2 separate regions of the Gossypium hirsutum genome follow, and region 2 is linked to region 1. The links are chromatin contacts, called in public Hi-C maps. All regions are on one chromosome and are shown on one strand. Each heading gives the region's core, a stretch centred on a gene start, on an enhancer-like site or on the middle of the called end of the contact. The rest is flanking DNA. Distances are from core to core; before and after follow the strand shown.

Region 1 (6,706 bases), core at 1,585-4,084:
AAAATGAGAACCTACACATCATCTGATTGACTGTAATATAATGGTAGTCATGGGGATTAGTGTTACTAGTCATGTCTTCCCATCCTCCGGACGCTTATGCTGGCTCTGTTCTATAATTTGCTTTTCCTTTGTCAAATTTATGTTTGTGGTTAGGTTTGATAAATGCTTGTATTATTCTCTTTTGAGAATTTGTTGTTAGTTGCCAAGAGATGAACTTAGTAGTGGCTCACATGTCGCTTGACTTTGAGTTCCTGAACTGCTGAACTACTGAAATGGGGAAGAATTTAATTAAAGCTTTATTATTGAAGCTGGAGTGGACAAATTTTGTCGTTCAAGAAACCGAATTTTCTTTTTCAGGAAAATGAACCTATATCTAACTGTCCAATCATAAATTCTTTATGTAAATATTATGTGCTTCTAGAGTTTTATTGTTTCTTTGTAAAGGTTGCCAACACTTCCCTACCTGTTAGAAAGTTGAAATTCTCTTCAAGATTCAAAGGATTAATAGAGAAAGAAGATAGAAAGCTTGAGAAAGAGAGAACATTTTCTAGTTCTGGAATTCATTGATCACCAAAAGCTTACACTACTGTGTTAGTGTGTAACTGCTTCAGTAACAAATTGCTAAACAAAATACTTGAACTCTAACTTAGTTAAAATTAAAGCTGAACTTTTACATGTTCAAATGTGTTACTGTTAACACTACCTATGTTTAAATCATTAGGATATATCTCATCTGCTTTTTTTTATTAACTGCTTGAAATGAGGTCATAGTTATTACAGTCATAGTTCTAGTGATTGTAACAGCTTCTTTTGTTTATTATACATAATTTATTATCAGATGGGTGTAGCTAAACCGCTTACTATAATCCAATGTTACAATGTCTAATGATATCCAAATATATTTATGTTGCCATTTTATTAGTTACGATTCTTTCCTTTCATAGCAGTGGCTTTTCAGATGTATTCGATGCCGATTACTTCATAACACAGATGAATGGTTTTGTCAATGTTGTTAAAGAATTGCCACCAGAGATATCATCAAAAGAACCCCATAGAGTGGATTGCAGTAAACGGAAAGGTCAATTTGATTACATTGAAAGTGTTCTTCCATTCTTATTGAAATATCATTACGTCTCTATCACACCAGCAGTGAGCCAAAGAAGGGATAGGTATTACTTTTTTCTGTCTCAATTTCTCAAGACTTCGATTACGTAGAACTATGGCGTAGATGAATATATTTACATTTTTGTTATGATATCTTGTAGGTACCCAAAGTATGCAAAAGCTGCACTTTGTCAAGCCTGTTACAGAGCATTAAAGCTGACTGGATCATTGGAGAAGAAAGCTAACAAGCTTCTGGAAGCTATACCAAAACCTTTCCTTTCCCTTCACCTTCGGTTTGAACCAGACATGGTAGCTTATAGCCAATGTCAGTACTCAGGCCTTTCACCTACCTCGATGAAAGCCCTTGAGGCTGCACGTGGAGATGATAGAAAGCCATGGACTGGAGAAGCAGCTCGGATTTGGAGAAATAGGGGAAAATGCCCCCTTACACCAAATGAGACTGCCTTTATACTTAAAGCACTATCAATACCGACGAACACAAACATTTATCTTGCTGCTGGGGATGGACTAATGGAGATTGAGGGTTTAACATCTATTTATAGCAATGTAGTTACCAAATCTGCTCTTCTTAGTGGTGAGGATTTCGAAACCATGCATGGGAACACAAAAGCTGCCTTGGATTATTGCGTATCAATAAACAGTGATTCTTACATGGCTACATACTTTGGAAACATGGATAAGATGGTAGCCGCGATGCGAGCTTTTAAAGGACTGTACAAAACTCTTTTCTTAAGCCGAAGAGCTTTTGCTGAATTTACATCTAGAGGGTTGGAAGGGAAGCCGTTGATGGAAGCATTATGGAAGGCTCACGAAGATGATTTCATCAAGGGACGAGGGTCTGCGTTGTCTGACTGCTTTTGTGAGTTCAAATTATAGTTCAAATTATATTTTTTAGGCATTCTTTTTGTATGAAATCTTACGGAATAGTTTTTAACAGCGGATCTACGTTGCTAAAAAATGTTCATTGTTTTCTCGAAGATTAGTTTTGGATTCTCATTGTCTACATTACTCTTCATATTTTGGTGACAAAACAACTTGGGCATCATATGCTAATTGCTAATGCTATACCTTTTCTTTTGTATTAAATGTAATGTTAGTTGGTCAAACATTTTTTTTTCCATTCCTTTTTTTATTCGTTGGTTATCTAAAATGAGCACCAAAAATGATTGCATGCACATATTTCCTAATCGTACCCTGGTTCCAAATTGTTGGTTAATGTCCTGATCCAAACTTTGATACTTAAACTACCAATTTGTTCTTCACGTTGCAAACAAAAGTTTTTGCTTAATATTGAGAAATATAGTAATCAAAATGGATAGCATTAGCCTTGGCCCACAAATAAAAATGATTATTTATTTGCTTGCTCAAAATATTTATCGAAAATTTTGCTCAAACTAAACCAGCATCTTGTGATAGTCATTCTCCCATTCTACATTCCACCACTCCTCTCCTTTCAGTAACAACCTTCTGTCCTCTTGCACTATCCGAGTTTAGTGGAAGCTTCCACAACTTTAGCTATTCCTGAATACTAATTATCTCCAACTGTGGAAAAGGCAACGCATCCTAGTATGTTGCTCTTGTTTTGGGCAAATAAAAAAATGTTAGAATTTTCCCTAAGTTCACTGATTTCACCAAAATTTTCCTAAGCTTGGACAACATGAAGGATTTGAGTTTTCAAGTGGGCCAATCACAAGATCAATATCCAAGCAACTTAAGCATTGAATTGAAGGCTTTGTTCAAAAGCTTATCTCAATAAGTTTGGAGTAACTGCATGAGAGGAATGAAGAAGGAAAATTGGGTTGAATCTAGAATACAAGCCTAACTACATTTTACAAGTCCAGTTGGATCAAGGCCCAAGTTAAGCCTTTAAACATTTTATTTAATGATGGCATGTGACCCATTAGAAATCAGAATGGATTTTTTAAGTTTTTCTTTGTGTTGACTAAAATTTCCTTAAAATTAGCTTTTAGTTGACTATCCTTAGAATTTCCTTAAATTCTTGTTGTTTTACTACTATAGAAGTGATATAAAGCCACCACTGCAAGACATCATCTTGAATTTGAAAAAGAAAATATCCCATAACACCCCGAAATTGTCGATTTAACACGTGACACTACGCCAATGTTAGATAAATGAATTTATAAGAAAATTTGGAGAACAAATCAGGAAAAAGATTCGTATGAGATAAAATGATGTTGGATAAGAGAATTAGTGGAAAGAACTTTAGAAAGGAAAATATGAAAAAAAGAGAGATTAAATCGTATATTTTGAAAAGTTAAAGGACTAAAGTACATTTTGACCATAAATTAGTAATACAAATTACTATCGATTTAATTGATATAAGAATAAGTTGAATATGCATTGGTGTGATAAAAACATTTTTAAGAACCCAATTGAAAAGATTTAAAAATACAAAAATTAAATTGTAAATTTTTTAAGAAAAGGATAAAGGTGTAGTTTTCTATAACCAAGGAAGTTTATTAAGCATTAAATAAGAATTATGAAAGTTGGAGTTGATTAATAACTATTTGATGTAAAGAATTGTGCTTAGAAGCATAAAAGGTAAAATAATAATAATTTAATCTTATAAGAGTATTTTGGTCTTTTCACAAAAATGCTGTGATGAAAATATTATTTAAATGAGAAATCTGATATATGAAATAAACTTGTACAATTAGATCTTGAATCATGATAGTCGGTCACCATTTATAAATTTTTGGACTTTTGACACAAATGATATTTTAAATGGGAAAAGGATGAAAAGAACTCCCATCAACCTTTCTTTTATGCTGCTGTCAACCAGCCTTTGTTTCATGAGGTTCTCTCCCTTCATCTTCATTTCCATGCATTTTCCTTAATATTTTTAAAAGATCTCTACACTCAATTTTGAATTTTGTTGAAATCACTTGGAAATCAACTTTATTGCGTGGATTTTACCATAAATTCTATCATTTTCAGCCTAGGTTTGGAGGGTTTTAATGTGAGAAAATGAAAATTAGAGAAAGAAAGCTTCAACAATGTATGAATTATGTTTTTCTAACTCTCCAAGCATGAAATTTGAGTTTATTATGAAAGAGTTTAGAAAGTTTAGATATTAATTTTGGATGTATTTTTATGTGAATTGTATAACATCACTTACTTATCCCGACGTTCGAGATGAATGGAAGGTACTATCGAAGCAGTAAGATTGCAAATACATTTGATTTATTCAAGAAATTTTAAACTTGAAAACATGTTTATAAAACTATAAAAAAATATTTAAATTCTATTCAAATATAGGAAAGTTACTTAATTTGTTAAAGGTTACTCAAATCCTTAAAGAATTTTATAAGAAATTAAGTAAAACAAAAAGAGTAAAGGTATGTTCAACCATCGACCAGAGCTCCAGCCTAGGCAGAACTAGAGTTGTTAGTTGTTTTCTTTTTTCGCTCTAGTGTTGCCTAGGTGGCTCGAGCTACTTCTCAGGTGATAATGTAGTTAGTATTAATTTCGTTATGATGACACCTAGGTGGCCCAAGTTGCCGCTTAGGCAGTACTGTAACCATTTTTAATTTCATACTTCCGTAAAACATGGCTATATCTTCTCAATGGGTTTCGAAACATTACAAATCAATTTCTAAGCTCATTTAAACTCAAAATATATGGTATATGTGCACTTGGATAAATGGTGGAGTGAAACTACTTCAAGAAAATCGAAAAGAATTCGAGTTACAAATTAATTTTACAAATATTATTCAAAACTAAGCCTTTATGTACATGCCAAAATTTCCATACTATAACGAAAATTATACATACACAACAACCTCTAATGAAGGGTGATGCGAAGCTCCCAGCTACATTAAACTTCGTATCAAATCTTTTACCTACGCATTTTAAACAACTAACACGATAACTTAAAAAGCTTAGAAAATAACAATGGATAAGCCTACTAATCCTATACTTTGGTAGTGTTGAGCCTTTCTTAACCATGCTATACCATTACTATCAAGCCACATTTTAGTACCATTAAGAAATTCATTTGAATGAATCAACTTGTTGGGATCAACTTATATATTAAGGTTTATTATGTTGGAAAAATTTGGTTTTAAAAAACGGTTTTCAGTTTATGAATTGTGGTATGGGACATTACTTTGGGGATTTTTATTCTGATTTGCATAATTTGACTGCATGACACTAGAGTTTTGAAAACTGATCAAATGGGTATTTTAAAATGATTTCAGATGAAACTTGATTTTAAAATAGAATCTATCATTAATACATTTTTCCACTGCAAATACTAAAAAAATGAGTTTTTAGTAAAATTCTAAATAATTTTGAATAATGATTGAATTTTTACAAATGAAATATTAAATAATTCAATTCCTAAGATTTTCAGGTTTTACGAAATTAAGATAAACATTTGATTTCAGTTGCTTGGAATTGATAAGCCAATAATTTTACAATATGTTCAAAATTACGGAAGTTTATTTTATAACATTTTCGTGGACAAATGGTTTTGAAATGTGATTGAAAATAAAGATAAATGTTCAATTTCACAAATTTTGAGTGATTTAGTAAATGGTTTTTTAAAAGTACGTTTGAAATTTTGGAAGTTTACTTCAACCATTCCGGTGGCCAATGTAGCTTTCCAAATTCGGTTAAATGTTTAGTCTGGGTTTAAGAGGTGACATCTCGAATGTGTGTTAGGGTTTTTATAGCAAAATTGAGTATAGGATCTAGCAGCTGCTTTTACTTTCCCTGAAAAAGTTCAAAGAAAATTTCTTTTACTGTTCGTTCTTTGACCGAGTGGACTACATAGAGGCTGAGACACTTTTGTTGTGGCTTGGATTGACATCATTCAAAGGGATCCAATCAACAACGTTATTTGCCGCTTTTCAGTTTCAAAAGGTATATCTCAGCCCTATTTCAATCCGACTCGTTTCTCGTACATGAATCCATGGTTGGTGACATGTGTCAAGTAGGGGTGAGTATTCGATCAAGTCGAGTCGAATCGAGTAAAAAAATTTTGAGTTAGTCAAGTTGACGAATCCTATTTTAGGAACCAAACTCAATTTGAATTTTTTTTGAATCGAGTCGAATCGAGTAAAAAAATTTTGAGTCGAGTCGAGCCAAATTAACATATCTTATTATTTATACTTAATATTTAATTTACATGGATCAATTATTTTACTAGTAGACGAAGTACAAGCTTTTAGATTAATTTTGAATAAAGGGAAAAAAGAGAGTGGGGCAATTCGGGAAGGAAAGGAAGACTAATGGGTAAACATTTATCAAAACAACGTAGTTTTACAACTTGATATTTTTGACTTTTAACTTTAGAAAAGGTAAAAATTTATCAAAATGACATAGTTTTGCCTTTTTTGATTTAGATTTTCGGATAACTCGAATTAGGGGTGAGCATTTGATCAAATCAAATGAAACCGTTTGAGTTAAATTAGAAAAATTAATAATGTTAAATTAAAATCTTGTACAATATAACTATTTCCATGTTAGAACATATAAATTTGAAACAATATATATTTGAAAACTTTTTTAAAGAAAAATAATAATAAAAAATACTTTAGTATGCTAAACATGAATC
Region 2 (6,706 bases), core at 2,781-5,280, 110 kb after region 1:
ACATGATCCAATGGAGATATTGGAGAGTGTGAGATCTTGCATGACGAAGGCACTAGACAAGGCTACTGCTGATGGATACAATGTTGACAGTGGACTGAAAGCAATTGGATTAACAAATCAAAGAGAAACAGTTGTTGTTTGGAGCAAATCTACTGGTTCTCCTCTCTATAACGCCATCGTTTGGATGGATGTTCGTACCAGCTCTATTTGCAGGTAATCATTTCCTTTGTTTTTCCTGTTTGTTACTTGTTTGCTCGTTCTTTTCTTTTTCCGGATAAATAAACATAATGGTTTTATTTTCATCTCGATTTTCTCATCCTTAATGTTGCTCAGTTTTTTGTTTGATTTTTTTTCTTTTGAATTGGGTGTCAAAGGTCTTGATTTTTGAAGAGTTCCAATCATGAGCACGGAACATTTTTCATACTCGGAATTGGGTTGATGTATATTTCTTCGTTTCTGTAATAATAAATTCCTCTAGTTTTCGTTCCATAACCTGGTTTGAGTTCTATATTACTCTGATTAGGACTCAGTTGAGTGTTCAACATCTTTATGTGCTCAACTTTTTCCAAGATTCCCATGTATTTCGATACTCCTTGGAGGATCATATCATGTACCAGCTATCGTATGAGTCAGATATCAGTGTTGAATACATACACTTAAAAGAAAATTGAAGAGTCGAACCAAAGATTGTTTGAAGTTTCATTTACTGCTGTGTACTGATTGTCTGAATTCCATATATTTGAAGTTTGAGTTGATCTTTATATTAGGAAATTGGAGAAAGAACTGCCAGGAGGGAGAACACACTTCGTGGAATCATGTGGTTTGCCTTTAAGCACTTATTTTAGTGCAGTGAAGCTGCTATGGTTGATGGAGAACAAGGAAGAGGTTAGAGCTGCTATTAAAAAGGGGATGCCTTGTTTGGAACTATAGACACATGGTTAATCTGGAACTTAACTGGCGGTGTAAATGGTGGGATACATGTCACTGATGTCTCTAATGCATCACGGACGATGCTCATGAATCTCCAAACTCTCGATTGGGATAAAGCGACGTTGAAAACTCTTGGAATACCAGCTGAAATTCTGCCAAAAATTGTAAGTAATGCTGAGGTCATTGGTAAAATCGCCAAAGGGTGGCCTCTTTTTGGTGTCCCGATTGCAGGATGTCTTGGTGATCAACATGCTGCAATGGTTGGTCAAGCTTGCCGTAGGGGTGAGGCCAAATGCACTTATGGAACTGGTGCCTTTATCCTGCTCAACACGGGTACTGCACCCATTAAGTCAACCCACGGCCTCCTAACCACGCTTGCATTCAAGCTTGGTCCAAAAGCACAGACAAACTATGCTTTAGAGGGCTCTATTGCTATTGCTGGAGCTGCAGTTCAGTGGCTAAGAGACAGTCTTGGGATAATTTCCTCTGCAAGTGAGATAGAAAGCCTGGCATCAAAGGTTGATTGCACAGGTGGGGTTTACTTTGTTCCTGCCTTTAATGGTTTGTTCGCTCCATGGTGGCGAGATGATGCTCGTGGAATTTGCATTGGAATCACAAGGTTTACAAGCAAGTCTCACATTGCTCGTGCGGTTCTTGAAAGCATGTGTTTTCAAGTTAAAGATGTATTGGATTCAATGCACAAAGATGCAGGCGAGAAAGGTGAGGTCAAGAATGAAAAGGAAGAGTTTTTGCTTAGGGTGGATGGGGTGCCACTGTCAACAACCTCCTAATGCAAATTCAGGTTAGGCTCTAATTGGTATCAACTGTTTTCTCACTTTTTTTTTCTTGATGTCAACGAATTTATAAGCATTCCAGTTTGGCGTGTAAATAGCCCTGACGGTAAGAGTTCTTGATGACTTATATTATTTTGGCTCAATAACTTGCCATATGAACGTTTATCCAATCTTTCTTTATTTGGCGCAATGGATTCTTTGTAAAATAGGACTGTTTCTCTTTTTATGTATGGATAGAGAGAAATAGTGAATCATATAGAAGATAATTTCCATGGGTATAATTGTTGGTAAAACCTGATCAACGTTACCCGAATTCAGATATTAGCATCCGATATAAGTATGTGTCCTACATTTGCATAATCCTGTACCTATGTTTGCAAATGTGTTGGACATGGTTACTTGATGAAAAATGAAGAGTCGGGTCTGTTTTGCGATTAAAAATGTTTTTCTTACAGTCTCAGCTGCCATGTGATATATATAATCAAAGAGACTGCTTGTTTAGTGCCTTATTTTCACCTTTCATGTTTCTGCTGAATGATTGTTATTCCTTGTTGAGATCTTGTCTAAACCATTCGTAGTCGCTCATCTGATGATAAAATTTTGTCCTTTCCGGGGCTGATCACAGGCGGACTTGCTGGGAAGTTCTGTGGTCAGACCAGCTGACATAGAAACAACCGCTCTCGGAGCTGCATATGCTGCTGGAATAGCTGTAGGAGTGTGGAAAGAAGAGGAGCTTTTTGCTTCGGGACAAATTATCAAAACCGCATCCATATTCTCCCCAAAATCAAGTGTAGAATGGAGGAAGAAGAAGGTGGATTCTTGGTGCAAAGCTGTTGAAAGAACGTTTGGTTTGGCTGATCTTGAAATGTGATACAACAGTTATTTCTGTTTCGACTTCCTGGTGACCATTGTCTCGTCTTTTGTAGATGTTTTATTTTATTTTTGAATTTACAGACAAAACCCATGCTTATATTCAACTGAATAAAATGCTGAATGTATTACTCTGGTTGTCAGTGCTTTGCTTCAATGACAGTCACAGACATTATTAAAGGTTTTAGTTTTCAACATTTCCCTATGAAGTTTGCTGTTCTGTTGGTTTCTCTGTTGAAGTTGCTAAATTTCTTAAATTAAAATGTCATGTTTAATGGTTTTACTTGTATATTAAACATGAACATAACACGGACTACTAATTGTGCCAAAAATTTAATTTTTATTGTGTTAATCGTATTTAAATGTGTTGTATAGTTTCTATTATTTTGATTTGGTTTTTTATTAATGTTACGTGTGTAAAATTATCAGATATTTAATTGGATTTTAATTATGCATATTTGTCAATGAATAATAATAATAATAATAATAATAACAATAAAGTATTGGTGAGCAGAAATATATTTCCATTCTGAAAGCATAAGTTGCTTGTACGAGTCATTCAGAATGAGAGTAGCGTAACATTTGGAAACTCTGATTCTGAATGATGATTTAATTTAATTTATGTTTGGAGACGAAGATTATAGATGTGACCCAGTGGTTTAAAATTCAAGTAATCTTATATTGAAAGATTATGATGGTCATCTTAAAACTTCCGATTATGCTCTCAAGTGGGTTGCGTTTTGGATTCGGATATATAGGATTGCCACTAAAATGGATGATTGAATCATCGTGTCACAGTGCATATTGGATGGGGCAACTTCCTTCGTACATTTTTCGACCATTGCAGAGGATGGTGAAGTAGGAAAAGTTGCCTAACGTTCGTCATACATGTGGCCAAATTGGGCATGTACTATGAGGGGATAAGGGGGTCAAGCTGCTTATGATGACTGGTTTAGGGTGTCACAATCCCATTAGTAAGAGTGATCTTCCAAGGATGTTTGCTGCCACTGTAGGCACCTTGAGCTCAGGAACTTTTGCTTACCATTGAGGGAAGGAAATACTCACAATTTTTAGGACTCCTGAATTTGTGGTCGTCCGAAATCAGTTGCCCAATTTGGCAAAACCTCCACTGTTGGGGATAGTATCCTGTGTACGGGAGAAGTTGGTGATTAGTGCTATTAATTTCCAAATTCAAAAATTAGGAAAAAGAAAACAATATCTCTGTCATACATGGCATTATTTTGTATAAAAACACCCAGCTATATATTTTTCAAAATTCCTCTACTTCAAAGGGACTTATCTTTCTTTAGGCCCATTTTAATCAAGCCTTACAACAAGGACAATATGTGATAATGAGGCGAATGTACAAAACCTTAATTATGCGGAAGAAACTAGCCTCGCGTAACCAAGATTCCAATCAAATGGGCTTTAGCTTTGCCCCGGGAAAATTAATTATTTACTTTCTAATTCAAGAAAGATCAGTAGGTTCGAATCAGCGAGCTTGGGTCCTAATCTCATCGGAATTGCTATGGGCTTGAGATCTAAATTGGAATAGCAATTCCAAGATCTAAATTGCACATCGGATCAGTAGGTTTGATTCAGAGAGAAAAAATCGTACAATAGTTTTTTCCCAATTACCTACTTTCACTAAGTGGTATATTTCAATCAATAAATTTTTTCAATTCACTGTATTGAACTGATAATTTTAAGGATAAACTATAACTTTTACAATTTCTATTTTTTTTTACAAAGGCTAAAATAAAACATTCTTTCTAGTTTTTATGATTAAGCTAAAACTTTTTATTCTTTGTGTCTTAACTAGAAACTATATACAATTCCCTTAAAGGCTTTCTAGTAAAAGACCTTAAGTATACTCTTTAATTATAAAGGGAAAAAATGTGAACGTGTTTTTTTTTACAAGTGTTATCTCATTTAAAGAATGAAAATGAGAATGATAAAAGCAATATTACAATAAGCACTTAAAAGACTATGTACGGGAGGAAATCAGAAAAAGAAGATTAGTGAATTCTCTTAATTTCAATGTTTGGATGCATCTCTCTAGAGTCTTTACGTGTTTTTAACTTGCATTTATACCCTCTAATCAGTTTGGAGCAGTTGAAGGGGATTTTCAGTTGTTAAAAGTATTGGTTTCGCACATTAAATATAGTCTGTAAAGTCAAGTTAGGTACTTAAGAGATATATATTAAGACTTGGGCAAAAAAATAGCCATTAAAAAAACTAATCTAGTGAGACTTTATTTTAATGACTCTACTACAAATTAGCAAATATTACACTTTATACAAATTATTTTACAAGATTTACAAGCCAGTTAAGTAATCTAAGTAAATTATCAAAATTAGTACTAATCAAATAAGCAAATTATTCCCCTAAAATAAATAATTTATTTCTATTAAGTTAAATATTTTACAATGAAGACATTTTATCATGTTTTACCAAATCAATCAAGCATTAATCAATTAAATAAAATATACCAATATTTCTAGAAAAAAACCCTACCTAATTATTTATTTTAATCCTAATTAATAAATAGTAATGATAGGGATGAGTGCGGAGCAGGATCGTAATTTTGTCCTAGTTGTAGATTTGACTTAGTGCTCTAGACAATCGGAAATAAACTTAAAATACACAACTTGAAACACAAATAAATCTAAGTCAGATAAAAGAAATAAATAAAGCAATTAAAATAAATAAGATAAATAAAACATAAAAATAAATCAAAGATTAGAATAGTAAAGAAGAAAATAAAGAAGAAAACAAAGAAGATAGATGAAAAAGATGGAAAAGATGGAACATGACATGTAAAAGTCCTAAGGAGCCTTAGAAACAAGAATAATCTATAACCCCCTTCAAATGACTCTAATTTTCTCTCTAAGAAAGAAAACTTGGCAAGAAAAAGTTTGAAGATGATCCCCACAATCTAAAAAGATTGTTAAAACTCTTCTAAAAGAAAACTCAAGAAAAATTCTTGAACAGAAAAACTCAAAGAGAATTTATTAACTCAAAATAGAAGTTGTTGAATAATAATTAATTTATTTATGTACAATGAAGAGACCTTTATATAGGCGAGCTAAGTACATCTAGATAAAAAGTTAAGTACATTGAAACTTTAATTACCCTAAACATGAAGTAATTTTAAACTAAACTTTCTTATTGACATAAAACTCCTAAATAACTTAAAATAATTAAAAATTATCCAAAATTTGGAATAAATAAATAATAAAATAATAAAACTTAGTAAATAAAATATTGGGCTTGTATATCATAAAAATTATGCTTGAAACTTGAACCCAATATGATTTAAACTCGAATAAAAAGCCCAAAACTCGTAGTTTCTGTAATAATCCCGTTTAGAAATTTTGCTCACGCGATCTTCACTAAAAAGATTATAGCTTGAGCTCCCAAACTCATAATTGAGTGATTCAAAATGAGTTTCGAAGCTAAGAGATAGATCTTCAAACATTATGTAGATATCTAGGTCCATAAATGTTTGGATTCCATCCAAAAATTCGTCGCAAGTTGACTAATCTTTTTTAGTTTGAAAATTGACAGCTTGGTTGAATTGATTTTAATAATTTTCACCCATTCCGTGCACGTATCATTCCTTGTTTCCTAAAAAAGATTCATCCTCAAATATTGTATTTGATCAAATCTTGATTTGATTTGCTTGGCCTTTGACCTTGTTGTTGGGCCTTGAGGTAGTGTAAGCCCATCACATCCATGGGCCTAAAATTGGGATTTGAGACTCGCATCATTCCCCCATTCCTTAAGAAGATTTGTTCTCGGATCTTTAGCTATAGAAAAAGAAAACAAATATTTACCTAAGCTTTCTTGTGCACCAAAACTATCTTAAGGATCAAAGACATGATCCCCCAAATCCTTCAAAAACAAACGACCAACACTAAACAATAAATGTTAGGCACATGAGTGTTCAAGTAAAAAATAACCTGTAACTTTCTTTGAATATGCATGATCATCCATAAGAATTTTCAACGATGATTCAAGAATTTCACATAATAATAAAAGTCAAGAAGGTTAAGATTATTATGTAAAAATTCATCGTTAAAGTCTAAGGTAGAAAATGTTGTTGCAAG

The links. Hi-C and Micro-C count contacts between places; a contact is called where the count stands out from the background.
Region 2: a contact with region 1 is called in a Hi-C map of leaf, with 2.2 times the contacts expected there. The contact joins two enhancer-like sites. A contact is called at or near these places in 2 of 34 Hi-C or Micro-C datasets (anther and leaf).

The regions. Positions count from the first base shown.
Region 1 is chrD06:34,379,812-34,386,517 of Gossypium_hirsutum_v2.1, forward strand. LOC107937086 (O-fucosyltransferase 13) reads left to right here. Exons shown (of 6, transcript XM_016869901.2): 5 at 948-1,169; 6 at 1,266-2,211. The coding sequence ends at 2,001. Among protein-coding and RNA genes, the nearest start is that of LOC107937086, 5.2 kb to the left of the region's middle. Within about 2 kb of position 2,835, at least 2 of the 9 cell types and tissues checked have an H3K27ac peak or open chromatin away from gene starts, as enhancers often do. A contact at or near this core is called in leaf, where this site is marked.
Region 2 is chrD06:34,491,376-34,498,081 of Gossypium_hirsutum_v2.1, forward strand. LOC107937084 (glycerol kinase) reads left to right here. Exons shown (of 6, transcript XM_016869897.2): 2 at 1-213; 3 at 768-898; 4 at 901-1,692; 5 at 1,695-1,732; 6 at 2,350-2,789. The coding sequence ends at 2,595. Among protein-coding and RNA genes, the nearest start is that of LOC107937084, 3.8 kb to the left of the region's middle. Within about 2 kb of position 4,031, at least 6 of the 9 cell types and tissues checked have an H3K27ac peak or open chromatin away from gene starts, as enhancers often do. A contact at or near this core is called in leaf, where this site is marked.